Regions from separate parts of the Mus musculus genome. Here regions 1, 2, 3, 5 and 6 are each linked to region 4. A link is a contact called in public HiCAR-type and promoter capture Hi-C data. All regions are on one chromosome and are shown on one strand. The core of a region is the stretch at or near the end of the contact, and the rest is flanking DNA. Distances in the headings are between cores, read along the strand shown.

What was found. Promoter capture Hi-C pulls out the DNA fragments that hold promoters and counts their contacts. HiCAR-type assays count read pairs that join an accessible place to other places.
Region 1: a promoter capture Hi-C map of pre-B cells shows a contact between it and region 4, with 7 times the contacts expected there. The contact joins the promoter of Cass4 here to the enhancer-like site in region 4. A contact is called at or near these places in 7 of 39 promoter capture datasets (the C10 cell line, the HPC-7 cell line, embryonic stem cells and 3 more) and 2 of 115 datasets of contacts at active chromatin or transcription factors (acute myeloid leukemia and large pre-B cells).
Region 2: a contact with region 4 is called in a promoter capture Hi-C map of liver, with 7 times the contacts expected there. The contact joins the promoter of Bmp7 here to the enhancer-like site in region 4. A contact is called at or near these places in 4 of 39 promoter capture datasets (cranial neural crest, embryonic stem cells, hippocampal neurons and 1 more) and 1 of 115 datasets of contacts at active chromatin or transcription factors (astrocytes).
Region 3: a contact with region 4 is called in a promoter capture Hi-C map of pre-B cells, with 5 times the contacts expected there. The contact joins the promoter of Rbm38 here to the enhancer-like site in region 4. A contact is called at or near these places in 6 of 39 promoter capture datasets (the 3T3-L1 cell line, the C10 cell line, the HPC-7 cell line and 3 more), 3 of 484 Hi-C or Micro-C datasets (all in the G1E-ER4 cell line) and 1 of 115 datasets of contacts at active chromatin or transcription factors (large pre-B cells).
Region 5: a contact with region 4 is called in a HiCAR-type map of astrocytes, with 6 times the contacts expected there. The contact joins the promoter of Aurka here to the enhancer-like site in region 4. A contact is called at or near these places in 4 of 39 promoter capture datasets (the 3T3-L1 cell line, 3T3-L1-derived adipocytes and hippocampal neurons) and 5 of 115 datasets of contacts at active chromatin or transcription factors (the 230-238 cell line, the NIH/3T3 cell line, T-cell acute lymphoblastic leukemia and 2 more).
Region 6: a contact with region 4 is called in a promoter capture Hi-C map of liver, with 5 times the contacts expected there. The contact joins the promoter of Rtf2 here to the enhancer-like site in region 4. A contact is called at or near these places in 9 of 39 promoter capture datasets (the 3T3-L1 cell line, 3T3-L1-derived adipocytes, the C10 cell line and 5 more), 1 of 115 datasets of contacts at active chromatin or transcription factors (large pre-B cells) and 1 of 9 other capture datasets (adipose tissue).

Annotation. Positions count from the first base shown.
Region 1 is chr2:172,392,328-172,395,081 of GRCm38.p6, forward strand. It overlaps Cass4 (Cas scaffolding protein family member 4), which reads left to right and starts at 1,317. Exons shown (of 7, transcript NM_001080820.3): 1 at 1,317-1,678. The coding sequence starts at 1,643.
Region 2 is chr2:172,938,887-172,941,832 of GRCm38.p6, forward strand. It overlaps Bmp7 (bone morphogenetic protein 7), which reads right to left and starts at 1,435. Exons shown (of 7, transcript NM_007557.3): 1 at 769-1,435. The coding sequence starts at 1,183. Gm40010 (a long non-coding RNA gene) reads right to left here and starts at 759. Exons shown (of 3, transcript XR_867069.2): 1 at 1-759.
Region 3 is chr2:173,020,239-173,023,170 of GRCm38.p6, forward strand. Rbm38 (RNA binding motif protein 38) reads left to right here and starts at 1,664. Exons shown (of 4, transcript NM_019547.2): 1 at 1,664-2,032; 2 at 2,554-2,677. The coding sequence starts at 1,802.
Region 4 is chr2:170,153,913-170,156,643 of GRCm38.p6, forward strand. No RefSeq gene overlaps it. Among named protein-coding and RNA genes, the nearest start is that of Zfp217, 24 kb to the left of the region's middle. Within about 2 kb of position 1,314, at least 201 of the 459 cell types and tissues checked have an H3K27ac peak or open chromatin away from gene starts, as enhancers often do. A contact at or near this core is called in the 230-238 cell line, 3T3-L1-derived adipocytes, the G1E-ER4 cell line and 10 more, where this site is marked.
Region 5 is chr2:172,369,220-172,372,001 of GRCm38.p6, forward strand. Aurka (aurora kinase A) reads right to left here and starts at 1,351. Exons shown (of 9, transcript NM_001291185.1): 1 at 1,254-1,351. Cstf1 (cleavage stimulation factor, 3' pre-RNA, subunit 1) reads left to right here and starts at 1,784. Exons shown (of 6, transcript NM_024199.2): 1 at 1,784-1,808.
Region 6 is chr2:172,439,142-172,441,841 of GRCm38.p6, forward strand. Rtf2 (replication termination factor 2) reads left to right here and starts at 1,437. Exons shown (of 9, transcript NM_025542.2): 1 at 1,437-1,598. The coding sequence starts at 1,530.

The DNA.
Region 1 (2,754 bases), core at 67-2,566, 2.2 Mb after region 4:
GTGGCTGACAGCTACTTCTATTTGCTAAGACAGATTCACACCGTAGTCCAGACTGGCCTAGAACTCTGAGGTGGCCCAGAACAGCCTTAAAGTCGCAGCTGTTCTCCTGTCTCAGCACTGTAGATGTGGGGGTGGGAGCATGCCCGGTTCTACATTTGTCTAGAGCCTGTTCATCCTGTCTAGTCATTGTCACCCCCTTTCGCTACTGTCGCCTGCAGATTGCTGATCACTGGTTCCTTAAAGACCATTTAAAATAGAGACAGCATTCTATCTGTTTGCTTGTTTTGATTGCATTTATTTTATCTGGGGAGGGAAGTATGCACACGAGTGGCAGTATGCATGCAGAGGTCAGAAAGACAGCTTGCAGGAGTCCTCTTCTCCCACCGTGTAATTCCAATAACTCCAACAAGTTTTCAGCTTAGCAGCTGACAGCTTCACCCACTGAACCATCTCACTGGTTCAATTTTTTTAAATTTACTTTTTTTTTCCACTTTGAGTTCGGGGCTGGCCCCAAACTTACTTTGTAAGTCAGGCTATCATTAAACTCACTGAGATTAGCCAGCCTCTGCTTTCTGGGAGTGCTGGTATCAAAGGAGAGTGCCACCGTGGTCTGGCTATGGCATGCTTTTTAAATCTCACACCTGGGAGGCAAAAATAGGTGGGTCTTGGTGAGTTTAAGGCCAGCCTGGTCTACAGATCGAATCCCAGGGGAGCTGGGAGGAGCTGCTTAGAAGAGGGGACCCTTATGCTGAAATGAAATGAAGCCTAAGCTAGTTTTGGGTTTTTGTTTTGTTTTCTTATTTGTTTGTTTGGTTTTTTTGGGGTTGTTTGTTTGTTTGTTTGTTTTTGGTTTTGGTTTTGTTTGTTTTTTGGTTTTTTTTTTTTTGTACTCCGTGGCTCCTCTCTGGATATTGGGTCTGAGTTGAGGGAAACTTTAAACTTGGGAAGTCGTGAGGACTCCACTTCATGAGTTCAGAGCACTCGCTTGACACAAAGAGCCAAGTGTGGGGCAGTATCTGGTGCTCTCAGCAGCGCCCGCTAAAATATAACCACGGAGAATTGGAGTGAAGGTGTAGAAAACGTGGGGTTCAGAGCAGGGCAGTTTACTCCTGTTACCCCAGCTGTCACACCGCAGGGGACAGGAAGGAAGACATGCTGACCCTCAGCGGAAGTCCAGCAGCTTTGCTTCATCATGGAAATGTGTTGCCTCGCTGGGTGGGAATTGTTCCATTAGTCTTCAAGGGACAAGAATGCGGTGTGATCCTACGCTGGGCTGCTCAAAGTAGGAACTTCACCTTGTAAAGCAGAAGGGTGGGTTTTTTTTTTTTTTTTTTTTTCTCCTTCTTCTTCTTTTGTGGTTTCACACAGCAAAGGAGTGTCAGCCTCCACTTACCATGAAGTGGGACAGCAGGCATGGAGGCGTGGGTGTGGCCTGAAGCTCTGGCCCCGCCTCCCCCGTTCCTTTCATTTGACTCTCTTTACTTGAAAGAATCATCTCGACTGTTTCCATGTGTTGGCAAACAGTTCCATAGAATCCAGCTCCTGGGAACCAGCCAGCAGCATGCAGTGATATTGCATCATTGGTCCCTGGAACCAGATATATCAGCGGCAGAACTCCGAGGACCCTGCTCACATCACAGCCATGAGAGGCACCAGCATCAGAGAGGGTGCGCCCAAGGTGAGTGACTGATTGGGGCTGAGTGCATGAGAGCAACAGTTGACTCAACTGTTTTTATCTTTGGGTCTCTAATGAACACGAAGGGTAGGTTATTAGTGGCAGGCAGGTTTGGAATGAGAAAGCTTTGCTCTTTACCAGTTGTTGGTTTCAAGATGACTGGAAATGATGGGGTGAAATCGGCAGGAGGCAGACAGCCCAAGCCCCCACTGTGTGTCTCTTCACCACTCAGCAAACTTCTTAAACATTCTCTCTTTCTCTGCATCCTGAAGGTGCTTAGTGTGGCTCTCAAGGATTCTGACTGGCTTGGGGCACTCACTTCTCTTGAATAGAGAGAGCTTAGACCTTGGCTCTACTCTTGCTAACTCCAATAAGGACACCCATGAACTGCCTTCGTGTTCCTTTGGGCGCTGGGGACTGGAACTCTGGTACAAACTGCAAGTCTGGGCCAGGAACCAAGAGACGGTCCTATAGCATATGTATAGCATGGCACACTGCTAACCCAAGAAGGGCACTGGAGCCTGAGATGTGACGATGGTACTTGCAATACAGGCATAAGGACCTGAATTCAGTACCCAGTACCCACATAAAAAAACAAAAAACAAAAAACAAAAACAAACAAAAAAAACAGGCATGAAAGCGTGTACCTGTAACCCCAGAGACGGCAAGGAGGTGACAGCAAGGTCCCTGTAGTTCTCTGGCCAGCATCCCTAAGACAAGCAACTCCAACTCCACACACACACACACACACACACACACACACACACACACACACACACACAAATAAAGTGGGTGGGTGATGGAGAAGGACATTGTGACATCAACTTTTGGGTTTCACACACCCATACTGTATGCGGGGGCTTGGGGAGAAGGAGGAGAGATCACAAGGAAAGTGAAGCTCACAGTCGTTGCTTTTCTGTCCCCTCCTATTCTTTCAAAATGTGATAGAATGGTAGATACAAAAGAGCCATGAAACAGTTGCTAAATGGGAGGCTGCTTGCCGGAATTAAATGTTGCTTGTCATTGTGATAGTAACAAGTGTTGGGCGTGGGATCCAGGGCTGGGGTCTGTGGCGACTC
Region 2 (2,946 bases), core at 185-2,684, 2.8 Mb after region 4:
CTGGAACTCCAGCAGGGAAACGGGTTCCCCAGCCATTCCATGGCGGCCTCTGTTCCGAGGTCCCCAGCCACCCAATCGCCAAAACCCGTGGTTTGCGCGCCACACGTGATAAACGCTGAAAATGGATTCTGCCCGCCCGGGACCTATCATTAAACATTTAAAATAGAAAACTCGCAATGGCAACGTTCTTTCCCCGGCTCCAGCCGAGAGTCCAAAGGTGGGCGACTGGCGGCTAGGCGAGGAGCCCCGCGGCACTCCGAGCGCACGCCGAAACCAGCGCTCCGCAATGGGACAGGTAGGGTCAGAGAGGGGAAGAAAAGGGGATGCGCGGGATGTCAGAACCAAGCTGGCCTCAGAGGGGCAGAGGAAAGGCGGGAAGGCAGCTTTGCCCACAAGGGCCCTTTAAATCCAGGTAGCGCGGGCCGCTGAAGCCGGTTCAGCTCACATGACCCAGCCGGGCGCTTTGAACTAAGCCGCTGCCGAGCCGGGACCTCCCGCCCCTGAGTGAGATGAACCCGCGGCGGAGCAGACAGAGACTCAGGGCTGGGGGTGCACCCTCCGGATAGCCCGGACAAACCCTCCGAGCCAGCAAGACTTATCCGAGACGCACAGAGCTTAAAGTCTACTAAGACCCCGGGGCGAAGAGTCTCTGGCGGGCACTGATGCTTTGCAAATGGAAAGGTGGACCACAGTGGCTGTAAGCAGAGACCCTCTCCCAGTCCCAAAGTGGCCCCAGTCTGAAATATATCCCCTCCCACCGCCACTCACCTAGGTTGACGAAGCTCATGACCATGTCGGCGTCAGTGAGGAAGTGGCTGTCCTGCAGGCTGGCTAAAGGGGGGCCCTGGGTACTGAAGACGGCCTTGTAGGGGTAGGAGAAGCCCTGTCCGTCCGGCCCGCTCTCCTCCACCGCCATGGCGTTGTACAGGTCCAACATGAACATGGGCGCCGAATTATGCTTTCCCTGGAGGTGCGGGCGCGGGCGATGGGGCAACCCTAAGATGGACAGGATCTCCCGCTGCATCTCCCGCCGCTCCTGGCTGCGGAGGCGCCGGTGGATGAAGCTGGAGTGCACCTCGTTGTCCAGGCTGAAATCGGCCAGGGCGGAGCGCAGCAAGAACAGAGGCGCCCAGAGCGCCACGAAGCTGTGTGGCGCCGCAGCGCGCAGCGAGCGCACGTGCATCGCGCCGGCTCTACGCGCGATCCGGGGCACCGGGCCCGCGCCGCCCCAGGTGGCAGCGGAGGGGGCAGGGCAGCGGTCCACGACCCGAGGTCACTTGCTGCAGGCGAGCTTCAAGGCGGCCTCGCCACACATGGCCACTCCCCGGCCGGCTGCGCTTTGCCCGGGACGCCCCTGTCCTTTACTCAGTTCTGGCCCGGGGCCCCTCGGCCCGCACTCGCCAGGACGCACGGCAAGGCTAGCACAGCAACTCCAGAGAGCGAGCAAGAGAGCGAGGAGGCGGGCCGGGGTGGGAGGAGCAGCAGCTTGCAGACCTACAAGTCCGGAGAGCGAGTGCCGGAGAGGCAGCTGGGCGCTGAGCGAACCCTAGCTCCCTCCTCCCGCTCTGATCGCGCTCGGGCCCGCGGGCACCAGCAACAAACCCCTTTCCGATCTCCCGCGTGCCCAATACAAGGGCCCTGCGCGCCCGGATCGCCCGCCCGCCGCCTCGGGAGCCCCGGAGTTGGGCGCGCTGGGGCCGGGGAGCGGGGGAGGAGCGGGAGGACTGACTTCCCCGCCCCTCCCGCTCCCGCTGCCTCCCACCTGCGCCTGTCCCCGCCCTCCCCAAGCCTGGCCCAATGGCTTCATTCATTCCTCCCAGGGCGCTCTACAAATATTTACCGAGTGCCCACCGGGTGTCCGGCACTGGGACAGACGCCGCAGGGACCCAGAGAGAAGAATCCCAATCTGCCCAGCTCTCTCGGGACTCGCACTTGGAAGTGGCCAAAGTGTAGCAACTAAGGGCTGTGCTAGGAAAGCATCCGGGAGGGAGCGCAGGAATCCGAGAAGGCTCCTCGGAGGTGGCCACTCTTGGACCTGGCTCATCTTTCGAACCGCCCCCCCCCCAACACTCCATTTGCTCCAGTCATGCAAAACCCCCTCGGTACCCCCACCGCTTGCCCCTCTGCTATCCTGGCTTTTGTTCCTCGGGGAACGTTCTCTCCCTGCCCCTCCCCCCTCGGGTGCCACTTCCTCTGGGAACCTTCCAGGACTGGCAGAGATAATGTGGAGATAAAGTTCTTTCTACACTTCACTCCCCCAACACACACACACATACACACACACACACACACACACACGCGCACACACACACACACACACACACACCTCCCCTCAAGTCCAGCACCCAAGGGATCCGGGCCCAGGTACTTCTCGGCTTTTCCTTCCCAAGTATCTTTTAACCCAAAGCCTTCAAACCCCAGATGCTGCAGCTCTACAGAGTACATAAGTGAAATCTGGGACTAGAGAATGTTCCCACCCCCCTCCTCTCTTGGGGGGGCGGGGTCCTGACATGAGTCCTTTGGTACCTCACTGTCTAACAACCCCACCCCTAGCCCCAGGTAGGGCCTGAGGAGTAGGCAGTTGGTACCCAAGTTCAGAAGAGCTCCCGACTGCATTTTCCTGTCTCAAAGGACTAGCCTCCCTCTCCTCCCAGGAGGAAACGTCCCAGACAGATACTGGGTCTCTCAGTGGATTGCTGCTCTTTGGAGCCTCCGTTTCCTAATCTGAAAAATGGGAGCAAAGCAGCCTTCACCCAGAATGGCAGTGAGTGAGTGGGGATGGTGAGCCAGGCTTCCTGCTTTGCTGAAGGTGGGCGACAAGCCAAGCGTTTCAGGGGTGGTAAAATGGCAAGTAGGGGCTGGGGAAGGGCCTTGAGTAGGGGGTCCCTCTTGAAGTCCTAGGGTGAGATGGGAAGCCTGGTCTTTCAGGCTTCCTGGAACAGAGAT
Region 3 (2,932 bases), core at 414-2,913, 2.9 Mb after region 4:
GGCTCAAGACTTCAGGGCCAGGAAGTCTCGACGCTTTAGGAATAAGTAAAAAAAAAAAACAAAAACAAAAACAAAACACACTTCAACGAGTTTTCAAAAGGCGCTTCTTTAAGGGGTCTTTGGTCTGGAGCCCCCTCCTCTTTACGTTCCACCAGGGATTCACTCAACAGACGCCTCTCTTGCTAATCCCTACGCTACGCCTTGAGCAACACTTGCTAGAGAGCTCCGTCAGCAGCAGAAGACCTTAGACCAGAAAGAAGCCCCGGTTGGGTAGGGTCTGGGGAGAACAAGCCTTACAGCAAAGGAAACTTGAAGCGAGGAAGGTAAAGCCAAGAGAGTGAGGCGCTGGGCAGGGGTATCCCCAGCAGGCTCGGAGTTCTGCTCTGTGTGAAGGGGACTAGACTGACTGGGGCTGAACCTGCCCAGAGGCTGCCTGCCTTACTGTCCGCCTTGACCAGTGGGGCCAGGCCAGTTTTAGCCCCACTAAAAGCTGTAGGTCTTCAGGTCCCAGTGTGATAACCAGGAATGGGGACATGAGGGACGCAGGATCAGGGCTGCTTCCTGGCCCGGAGGCTAAAGCATCGTGCCTGCTTCTGTGCTGAAATTCCCATTTTCTTCTTTCTATTTTATGGTTTCCCATCATACAGGCTAGCTTCTGACTTTCTGTGTAGCAGGGTATGGACCCGGAACCCTCCCACCCTCCCAACTCCTCAGTATTAGGATCACCGGTGTATTCCACTCGGCTGTTTGAAATTTCTGTCTCTAACAAGGGCCCCACGTTTGCATTTGCGCTGGTGGGGAAGAGTTCTGCAGACTGGCATCATGGTCCCAGCCTTGGCCCACGTTCTACACAGGCCATGTCATGCCTTCTGCTTGTTCTCCTGCTAAGGGTGACCCCACAGGCGGTCCCATGTCAGTGACATGGGAGCCCAGCCGCCTTTGTTCTTCCTCACAGTAGAAAGTAGAAAGTAGAAAGCTCTTAGCTTTCTACAAGACTGTAAAAGGTGTATTCACTATCGATTAGCCCTCATTTTCACAGACTACCTAGTGTCCCGGGGTATGCCATTGTTGAAGTCCCAGCAGAGAATCCCTGACACCACAGGACCGCCAAAGTACGTGTGATGTATTATGGTGTGCGTGTGAATTATTTTTATAAACATGGCAAATTCACTTTGCCCTTTATTTTTATTTTTTATTTTTTGGAGACAGGGTATGATTTAGTCCAGCTGGCCTCAAACTTAGTATATAGCCAAGGGTGGCCTTGAACTGACTCTCTTTCTTGAGTGTTGGGTTTACAGGTGTGTGTCACCAGCCAGGTTTTTGTGATGGGGAGATCAAACCACAAGGGTTCGCGAATGAGTAGCTGAGGCACTCCTTCGGACCTTTTTTTTTTTTTTTTTCGGACCTTTTAACAAGTACGTTTGCACCCCTAGTCGCTCGGGTGTAAACCACTGAATCAAGCAACGCTTGGAATATACCGGACCGTGCGCCCCGCGAGACAGACAAGCTGATACCGGCGAGCACCTAGGGGCTAAGTCACCTCATTCGCCGGACCCGCGTCCTGGCACGCGGGACGTACTTAGAACTACAATTCCCGGCGGCCCCCGCTTCCAAAGGCGTGTCTTAAACGAGAGGGGCGTGACCGCGGGGCGTGGCCGGCTACAAAGGCGGCCGGCAGCTCGCAGGGCGCGGAGTAGACGCTTCGCGGCGGACGGAGAAGCGGCGCGGGACAGCGTGGGGAACTCGGATTCGGCCTGGGACACCCCCGCATGCGCCGGCCGGCTCGGTAGCGGCGGCCCCGATGCTGCTGCAGCCCGCGTGCTCCCCGAGTGTGTTTCCGCGGCCGTCCGCCGCCCCCAGCGCCATGCACGGCTCACAGAAGGACACCACGTTCACCAAGATCTTCGTGGGCGGCCTGCCCTACCACACCACCGACGCATCGCTCAGAAAGTACTTCGAGGGCTTCGGAGACATCGAGGAGGCCGTGGTCATCACCGACCGCCAGACCGGCAAGTCCCGCGGCTACGGCTTCGTGAGTGCCCGCGGCGCGCGCACCTGCCGCCGCCCCTCCCCCACCGCCTCCCAGACCCGCCGCGCGCAGCCGGGACTCCGGGGCTTCCCGGGGCCGTCGGCCCTTCCCCCACACTTTCCAGCTGCCCCAAAGAAGCGTAAGCTGTTAGCGCCAGCGACTTGAAGACGGTTTCCCACTTCCTTCCACTCTAGTGTCCCCAAACTAATTCTCTGAGAAAGTTAACGGTACTTACTGATGGCCTGGACAGCGGGGGGGTGGGGAGGACTCCCCTTGAGGTTCCCTTTACTCCACTTCCTAGGGGATTGTCGCTGTCCTTGAAGGCACTCCGCACTTGAACTTTGGGGAAGGAGCTGCAGCCCTGGAGGCAGAGAAGACAGTGCCCCAAGGGTCCTAAATACCAGATACTCTTCTGGGAGGAAAGACCCAGAGATGGCCCGATGCCCGGGCAAAACCCCCTTCCCTTCTCTGCCTTGTTTTCCTCAGCCAGCCACCAAAGCCCCTGACCCTCTGTGTTCCTGCAGGTGACCATGGCAGATCGGGCAGCGGCTGATAGGGCTTGCAAAGACCCTAACCCTATCATCGATGGTCGCAAGGCCAATGTGAACCTGGCCTACCTGGGTGCCAAGCCTAGGAGCTTACAGACGGGTAAGAGCTTTGAGTTTTCTTTCCAGCCCTCCTTGTTTCTATATTCAGCTTTGGTATCTGTCTGATGGAAAAACGCTGCCCCCGCTCCCCCTTTGTCCCCGAGTGGCAGCCAGCAATCATGTGCCTGCAGAGGCAGCCCAGGGCAACCACCCCTGGCTTGGGAGCTTGCTCCTCTTTCTCGGCAGTTTATGGTCCCAGGGATAATGATTTTTTTTTTCCAAAGTCTCCTACTCTTGGGGAGGGAAGAAGTCAGAT
Region 4 (2,731 bases), core at 64-2,563:
AAGATAAGCCTGTATGCAAATAGATTCCGGGTAACCTCAGATACGCTCTCGATTTTAACTTTATTTACAGAATTTAGAATTACAGAGTCTTCCTGGGACCCGACTAATTTCTATTTGCATACCTACAACATTACCAATATTCTCCACGTCTGAATCACTGGGTTTATCGCGCCGACGCTACTTTTAACCACACTAGCAGGGACAATGGGCGTCGTCTGTGTCAGCTTTTGGACTGTTTATGTAGGATTGTTTATATGGAGAGACAAAAGGGGCAGGATTTTTCCTAATTTTTTTTTTTTTTACATTTTTTAAGATTAATCTTTCTGGATTAGCAAAGAAAGTAATGGGTCTCCTTGATGCGTTTTCCACAACTTTGTACCTTGATACTGCCTTCTCATTGGTTAAGGGATATTTAAGGAAGTTTTAAAATTGAAATGAGCGCTGGAGGGGGGGGGGGATGTGACTCAGCCACATGGTACTCAGCTTCGTTCGCCACAAAACTAAAGTTATTAAATTAAAATAAATAAATAAATAGGTACCATGTCCCAATGATTTCAAGGTAACATTTGAACTAGTTTTATTTATGTAGTTCATACGCTACAGAAACATACAGAATGCCATTCTAGTGACTACAGCTACTCTCCTTTTGAGGTTAAAGACACCAGTTTCTTGAAGAGAAGGTCGACTTTTAAATGTTGACTAGTTTAAGATGCTCAAACACCTCTCCCACCTACACTCCTGAAAACAACCCTAATTAAACTCATTGGGTAATGCGCAAGATAGAATGGCCATTTTAAAAATAAAAGGGGGATACTTGTTCGTGCCTTTAATCCCAGCACTTGGCAGGCAGAAACAGGCAGCCAGCCTGGTCTACAGAGTGAGTTCCACAACAGCCAGGGATACACACACACACACACACACACACACAAAGATAAAAAAAAAAAAAAAAAAAAAAGTAAAGGGGGGGGCATTTTGGAAGGTGGGGGAGGGGTGGAGTACCATATTCATCATATACATGTCCAAAAAGGCCATAATGCAACGCATTATTACGAACAATTCACCTATGCCAGCTGAAAAGACAGCTTAGTGAATAACTCTTAAGACTAGAAATCTAAATGAATACAATGGAAAAGCCAAACAGGAAACAGAAGCGAGGAGGACAACCTCGGGCGTTTGCCAGAGAGAACAGGAAGTGAGAAGCAGCGAGTGTGTGACAGTTTATTTTCTGCGAGCCTTGTTATCAGGTGAATGAACTCCCTCTGGAGGATGGAAACAGGCAGACCGGGATGCCTGGCCGCTTCAGCGGCTCCTGGATAGTTAGAAAGCTTCCCAAAGCCGGTTATTCTCCGACGCCAATCGCGGCGCTTTTCTGCAAGGAGACACTGACTGGTTCATGAAATCATCAAGATTTCGAAACCTGCTTGCACCATCTCTCTCTCTCTCTCTCTCTCTCTCTCTCTCTCTCTCTCTCTCTCTCTCTCTCTCTCTCTCTTTCTCTCTCTCCTACCTCTGCCTAAAGCAGTCTGTGGCCTAAACCCGGATAGGCTATCCCGATTTGCTGAGGTCTGGGGAGTTTGGGCAGAGTGGACATAGCTGAGGGTCTTGGGGTGTCCAAGACAGAAGCTCAGAACCTCCCCATACCCTGCTAGTCCATGTGGAGGGGGTTCTCTCTATCTCCCCCGGGGCCTGTGATTAACTAATTCTGGTGCAGTAACTATTTGGCCATAGCCCTGGCCGGCCTCCAGGTTTCATGTGGAACTGTAAATGGGCGTGGTCCCCAGATAGGCTGGCCCGTGTTCCTAGGAAGCCTTACATACAAGCCCCAGCCTTACAGAATTTGGCCAGAAATGGGTTACAAATGAGAGTGTGTTTGGCTAGGGAGTACTGATTTCTTGATCCTTTTCTCAGTTCTGAACTCAGGCTAGCTTAGTGACCAAAAGCCTGTCAACAAATGTTTGTGTCAGGAAGAAATGTGAGAGAGCTGGTTTTTTGCTTGAAACAGCTTCATCCTGACTCTTTTCTTAAACGAGGAGACTGTTTTTGGCTATATATATATAGCCAAATATATCTCCAAAATACACACACACATATAGTGGGTATATAAATAAAACAAATATATCAATATTTATAGATAAACACACACACACATATATATCCAAACACACACACGCATATATATATATATATATATATATATATATATATATATATATATATATCCAAAATACACACACACACATATAGTGGGTATATAAATTATATATTTGAGACAAGCTATCATGGAAGTCCAGGCTGCCAGCTATAATTTGCTTTGTAGCTGAGGCAGACTTTGAACTCCTAGCCTTCATGTCTTGAATTACAAGTTATTATCATTGAAGGAGTGGAGCCCAGTGTCTCATGTGCTGAGCAATCACCCTACCAATTCAGGTACTTCCCTAACATTATTTATTTATATATTTTGCTTTTTGAGACAGAGTACCTCTATGTAGTCCTGGCTGCCTAGAACTTGCTAGGTAGACTAGCAACTCACAGAGATCCTACTAGCCCTGCCTCTGGTGAGCTGGAATTAGAGATGTGTACCAACACACCCAGCCGTTAATATGCATTCTTTTTATTTTTAAGATTTATTTATTTTATGTATGTAAGTACATTGTAACCATACAGATGCTTGTGAGCTTTCATGTGGTTGTTGGAATTGAACTTTAGGTACCTCTGCTCGCTCCGGTTAATT
Region 5 (2,782 bases), core at 101-2,600, 2.2 Mb after region 4:
CTGCAGTTGCAGCTACCTCACACTCCTGGGCCCCAGACCAAGGTTAATAACCAGCCCTGCAGTTTAGCTTTCCCATAATAGCTACACCAGGGTCTTATCCCTAAGAGGTTTCTATTTCCTGTATTTGCAGTGGAGCCAGGATTTGTTTGTTAGGTTTGGATTTTTTTTTTGAGACAGGGTCTCCCTGGGTAGTCCTGGCTGTTCTGGAACTCATTATGTAGGTAGACCAAGCTGGCCTTGAACTCACCGAGTTCCTCCCTCTGCCTCCAAAAGGCTGGGATTAAAAGAATGCAAGACCACACCTAACCTTTATGTTTGTGGTAGAGACAAGAGTTCCATGGATCCCAGGCTGGCCTTGAGCATGCTATACGGTGGAGGATTACTCTGAACTCCTGATCCTCCCGCCTGCAGTTCCGCAGTGCTAGGACCACAGAGGTCATCACCATCCTCGGGGTTCCAAGTGCTGGGAATGGAATCCAGGGCTGGCTAGGCAAGCACCCTACTAACTGAACTACATCCCCAGACAGGCTCTCACTTATTAGCTGTGGCTGGCCTTAAATCGAAGGCTAACCTCCTGCCTCAGACTGCTGATGTAAGCAACCACACATTTAGGTGTGTGTGTGTGTGTGTGTGTGTGTGTGTGTGTGTGTGTGGTGGGGATGGAGGTGTTGAGGTAGGGACGTATGTGGATGTAATTTAGGCTGGTTTTTCGGACCTACTGTGTAGCTGAGGATGACCTTTGACTTGATCCTGCCTCCACCACCTTACTGTTGGAATAAACAGCGGCGGCCACCACGAAGGCAGTGTTCAATCCTAAAACTTCTGGAATATTCTACAAACTGAGCTTTAGCGGGTCTGCGCTTTGAAACAGACCCTCAAGTAGTCCCGACATAAACTGCTCAGAAGGCTGCGGGAAGAGCAGCACCAGTCCTGGGCACTCTACGAGGGAACTCCCGTTCATCCACAGACTCGTCGAGTCGACTTAGACTCTGATTCTCCACCCGAAGCAGTCCCCAATAAGCCGCAGTTCCCGCATCCACCATCGGTTTGCAAATTACTCGGTTAGCTGATGGTCTGGATCCCCATTCCCACAAGAACCTAAAACCAAGCCGGGAAATCTTAAACGTCTGGACCTTTCTTAAACAGAATGCAAACCCACTGAGACAGTCCATTACCCCGACGCCACACAGCCTTCCCTATCCGTTTGCAGCATCCAGGCTCGCCCTCAACAGCCATGTCCCTTTCCAACTCACAGGCAGGAACCTGCTCCCGACCGAAGCCTCCAAGCGATCCCGGTAGCTCAGCCGTTACAATTCAAAGGTTCTCCTTTTAAAATAGGAGTCAAACCCTCTACTCCAAGAGCTGATTGGCTAGAGCCGGAGCAATGCCGTTCTGTGATTGGCTCACCGTAAACGCGACTATGGGAAGCTCGTTCCCTGCCGTAGCTGGGCGCAGGCGCACTGAGCTGTCGGAGCCCGGAAGTGGTGCACCAACGGCCCGTCCGATCTGCGGCCGTTCTATCGCCCGCCGTGCTCCCCAGGATCAGGCGTTCGCCAGTCACACACAGCCCTTTGGATTCAAGGCAGTCGCGGAGGTGATTAGTTCGGAGACGGTGAATGAGCGTCTCGAACGTGCCAGTGAGTAAGATGGCGAGAAGGGCAGACTTGCGAGGGAGCAGGGATGCTCGGCGCTCGGCTGCATGCCCTTTGCACGTGCGCACTGGGTGTGCACTCCGAGCGATCGATCGGGCACGATTCGCTCCTCCATTTTTCTAGAAGAGAGCGGGAGACCGAGACCCTGATCTGCGGGTACGGGGTCAAGGGGGCGTAAGGAAGCGGGCTAGTGTGGTTGGCTAGGGTCTGTAGTGGATCACGTGAAGGACCGGGGCTAACGGAGAGGATGGCAGGAGGCCGCTCGCCCCAAGTCCGTGTCCTAGAGTTGGCCGGCCCGGCCTGCACCCCGGCTCTCAAAGGGCCTCGGTCCCGGTGGGTCCAAGCCGGAATTCCGCCCTGAGCAGAAGTGGTCGCGCGGCTTCGCTTTGGGCCCCCTGCATTCCCCGGTGTTAGCTTTCCGGGGGCGAGCTCCTCCGGTCTCGTGCCTCGGTGTCCCCTCCGGGAAGGATATAAGTTATCTGTGTCCCATTGGAAGTTAAGCGGGGAGTTAAGTAAAGGCTCAACCTCCTTCTCCCACCCCCGTTTTCTTTAAATGTCGTGATACAACCCCAGATGTTTCCTGACAGGAGTAAAGATGATAGGTCAAATGGTTAAGTTCTGGGCTCTGGAGTGTGCAGGCTCCCCCTCAACTTTGAGGGGAAGGGGAGGGCTTAACTTGAACGGGTGCCCTAGATTCTTAGAACACATTTCACCCTCTGTTGTGTCCCAATATCTTATGCAGGGGTAGATTTGTATTCATTTCTTTCTTTTTAAAAAAAAACTTATTTAGCTTTATTTTACATGCATTGGTGTCTAGGTGGCAGGCCCCTTGGAACTGGAGTTAGAGACAGTTGTAAGCCGCCATGGGAATTGAACCCAGGTCCTTTGGAAGAGCAGACAGTGCTCTTAACCACTGAGCCATCTTTCCAGCCCCCATTTCTTTCTAATGAACACGAATATATTGAATAGCTTCGTTTAGTGATTGGATGCTAATTAGGTGCTTGGCACCGCATCTGCCAGTAGGACCTGCATGGTGTTATTATTGTTAAGAACTCTGGTCAGTACTATGCTGTGTGGCCTTGCTAGTCATTTGGTTTAAAACTGAGCCCGGGGTGTCTGTCAGCAAGCAT
Region 6 (2,700 bases), core at 187-2,686, 2.3 Mb after region 4:
ATCCGCCTGTCTCTGCCTCCCAAGTGCTGGGATTAAAGGCGTGCGCCACCACCACCTGGCTTTAACCTTTGATTGATCTCTGCATTTTGTGGCAAGTTGCATCCTTTGAGCTATGAAATTTCAGAAGCCACAAAATCAGATGCAGAACTACTGTTAAGACACCTACGTGTGACTCTCTCCCTTGAAAGAGCCATCGACAAGTTGAGGGTGTTTAGTGTCATAAAGCTGAAGGCACAGTAAGTCACTTCTTAGGCCTGCAACCACCTAGGATCCCAGGAGCATTGGAGTCCCAGAGGACACAGCACTCCCCTAAGTGAGGGTGAAAAGGCAGAAAAGATGGTCATCTGAGACTATCTGGTCACTTTAAGCAGTGTGGGCTTCAGAATGGCCACCTTGCAGGACTGGTGTAGACACAGAAATGAAGGAGGCCATACTTATCCCAGGACTGCTCACTTATGCATACCATTTGCCCCTGTTGTTCCTCTGGGCCTACAGCTCATGTTAGTACCCCAAAGGCAGACTAGGGGGTCACTGAACCCCTTATTTGTTCTCTTCCCAATATGATCACCCTCCCCTTTCTCTGTCTGCACTAATCTCTGTAGCTGGTACAATGGGATGAGTGGCTACTCTAAGCTTGTTGGAGACACTGTAGCCCTAGCTTCTGCCCAAAATACATCTGGATACAGGGTGGAGAGGCGCTCAGTGGCTAAGAATGCTTGCTGTTCTTTGAGTAAGCACAGGATGGATTCCCAGAACCCCAGCAGCTCACAACCATATCAACTCCAGTCCCAGGAAGATAGAACACCCTCTTCAGGCCTCGACAGGCATCTGCAGTTAGGTAGCGCACAAGCAGGCCCACCCACCACGTCTTTTTTTTTTTTTTTTTTTTAATTTTATGTATTTGAGTACACTGTAGCTGTCTTCAAACACACCAGAAGAGGGCATCAGATATCATTATAGATGGTTGTGAGCCACCATGTGGTTGCTGGGAATGGAACTCAGAACTTCTGAAGAGCAGTCAGTGATCTTAACCACTGAGCCATCCCTCTAGCACCCACAACGTCTTTTCTTTTCTAAGTCTGGATTTAAAATACATGAGAGGTAGCTGAGAAGACAGATTCCGGCCATCTCCTCCTTAGACTTACAGCACTACTGGTCTGCAAAAATGCCAGAGACGCAGACCTCGGGACAACCCCGACAAATGTTCTCCCGTCCTCCCTCAGGCCCAAGCTTACGGAACCACAGAGGAAAAAACAGGGACCGCCCACGACCGGAAGTGGACGCACTCCAAGGATGCTCCAGCACGTCGCCCTGAAACCACGCCCAACTCCCGGACAAGATTTTCAAGACAATTGGTGTGGACCAAGGCCTCGCGCGGCGACCCCGCCCCTTTCGCGGCGCGCTGGTTGTGTGCGTCATCAAGGAGCGCCGGAAGTAGGTAGGGTTTCGCCAGAGACCCCGGAAGCGACGGCTTCTCGTCTTTGCTAAGGCTTCTGGTTTTTGCTACGGTTTCTGATTTCGGCTTTGGGATGGGTTGCGACGGAGGCACCATCCCCAAGAGGCACGAGCTGGTGAAGGGGCCGAAGAAGGTCGAGAAGGTCAGTGGGGACTGCGGGCTGCGGGGCTCGGGATGAACGGTGGTCACAGCGCTTGTGGAGGGTTTACTGTTTGCAGGCACTGAACAGTACGGTTAGACTGGGATCCTCCCCACAGACGCTGTGTTGATTTGAAACATTAACGTTGAACGGGACGGAGACTGGAGAGCTAGTTAGTGGCCCAGCCAGGACTGGAACGTATCTGTAGCTAGCGACGATCACGGTGATAGATGCTATTTATGGACTTTGTGTGTTTTTGTGAAAGGCTCTCACAGTGTGGCCCTGGCTGGCTGGGACTCCCACCTCTGCCTGCTGAGCACTGGGATTAAAGGTGTTGGCCAACAGGCCTTGGTATTTGAATAATACTTTTTTTAAAAATGTTTTGTGTGTGAGTGTGGTATCCAAGGAGGCCAGAAGAAAGCATCGGACGCCCGGGAGCTAGAGCTACAGGTTTTTGTGAGCCATTAATCTTGGCTGTTAGAACCAAACGCGGATCCTTTGGAAGAGCAGTACACAGGCTTAACCACGGAGCCATCTCTCCAGCCTGAGCTTTGTGTATTAAAGTCTCCCCAAACCATTCCCCTTTGTGAAGTCACACCCTTCTTAAACTAATTATCAGCTCTTAGCACTCTGAATTGGTGGTTGAGCCCAGCTGATGGTCACGTGACTGCAAGCTCCTCCTGGTGAACTCTGTGCACTGTTTTTCTTCCAGAACTAGCACAGTTTCTGCCACAGTGAATATTTTTGAATAAATGCGTGGGCATTCTGTAAATCTTACAAGACATTGAGCAAAGTGTGTACTTAATGGATGGGAAATTGAATGCCGCAAAGTTAGTTAACACCACTGACGTGGCCTAGAGTCATGAACCACTGTCCCCATCCATTTATGTGCATTTCAAAGCTAGTGTTGATGATGACTGTTTAATAATAGAAGGCACAGAATGCCCCCGATACAGTTCCCAGCACGGGGAGAGAATGCCCCCGATACAGTTCCCAGCACGGGGAGGATCATGTTTCCTGATCCAACATTCAGAGAACTTTGGGATGGGAGGTGAATCCCATCCAGTGTTGTACTTAAGACACTGCATAACTTCCTGACACATCC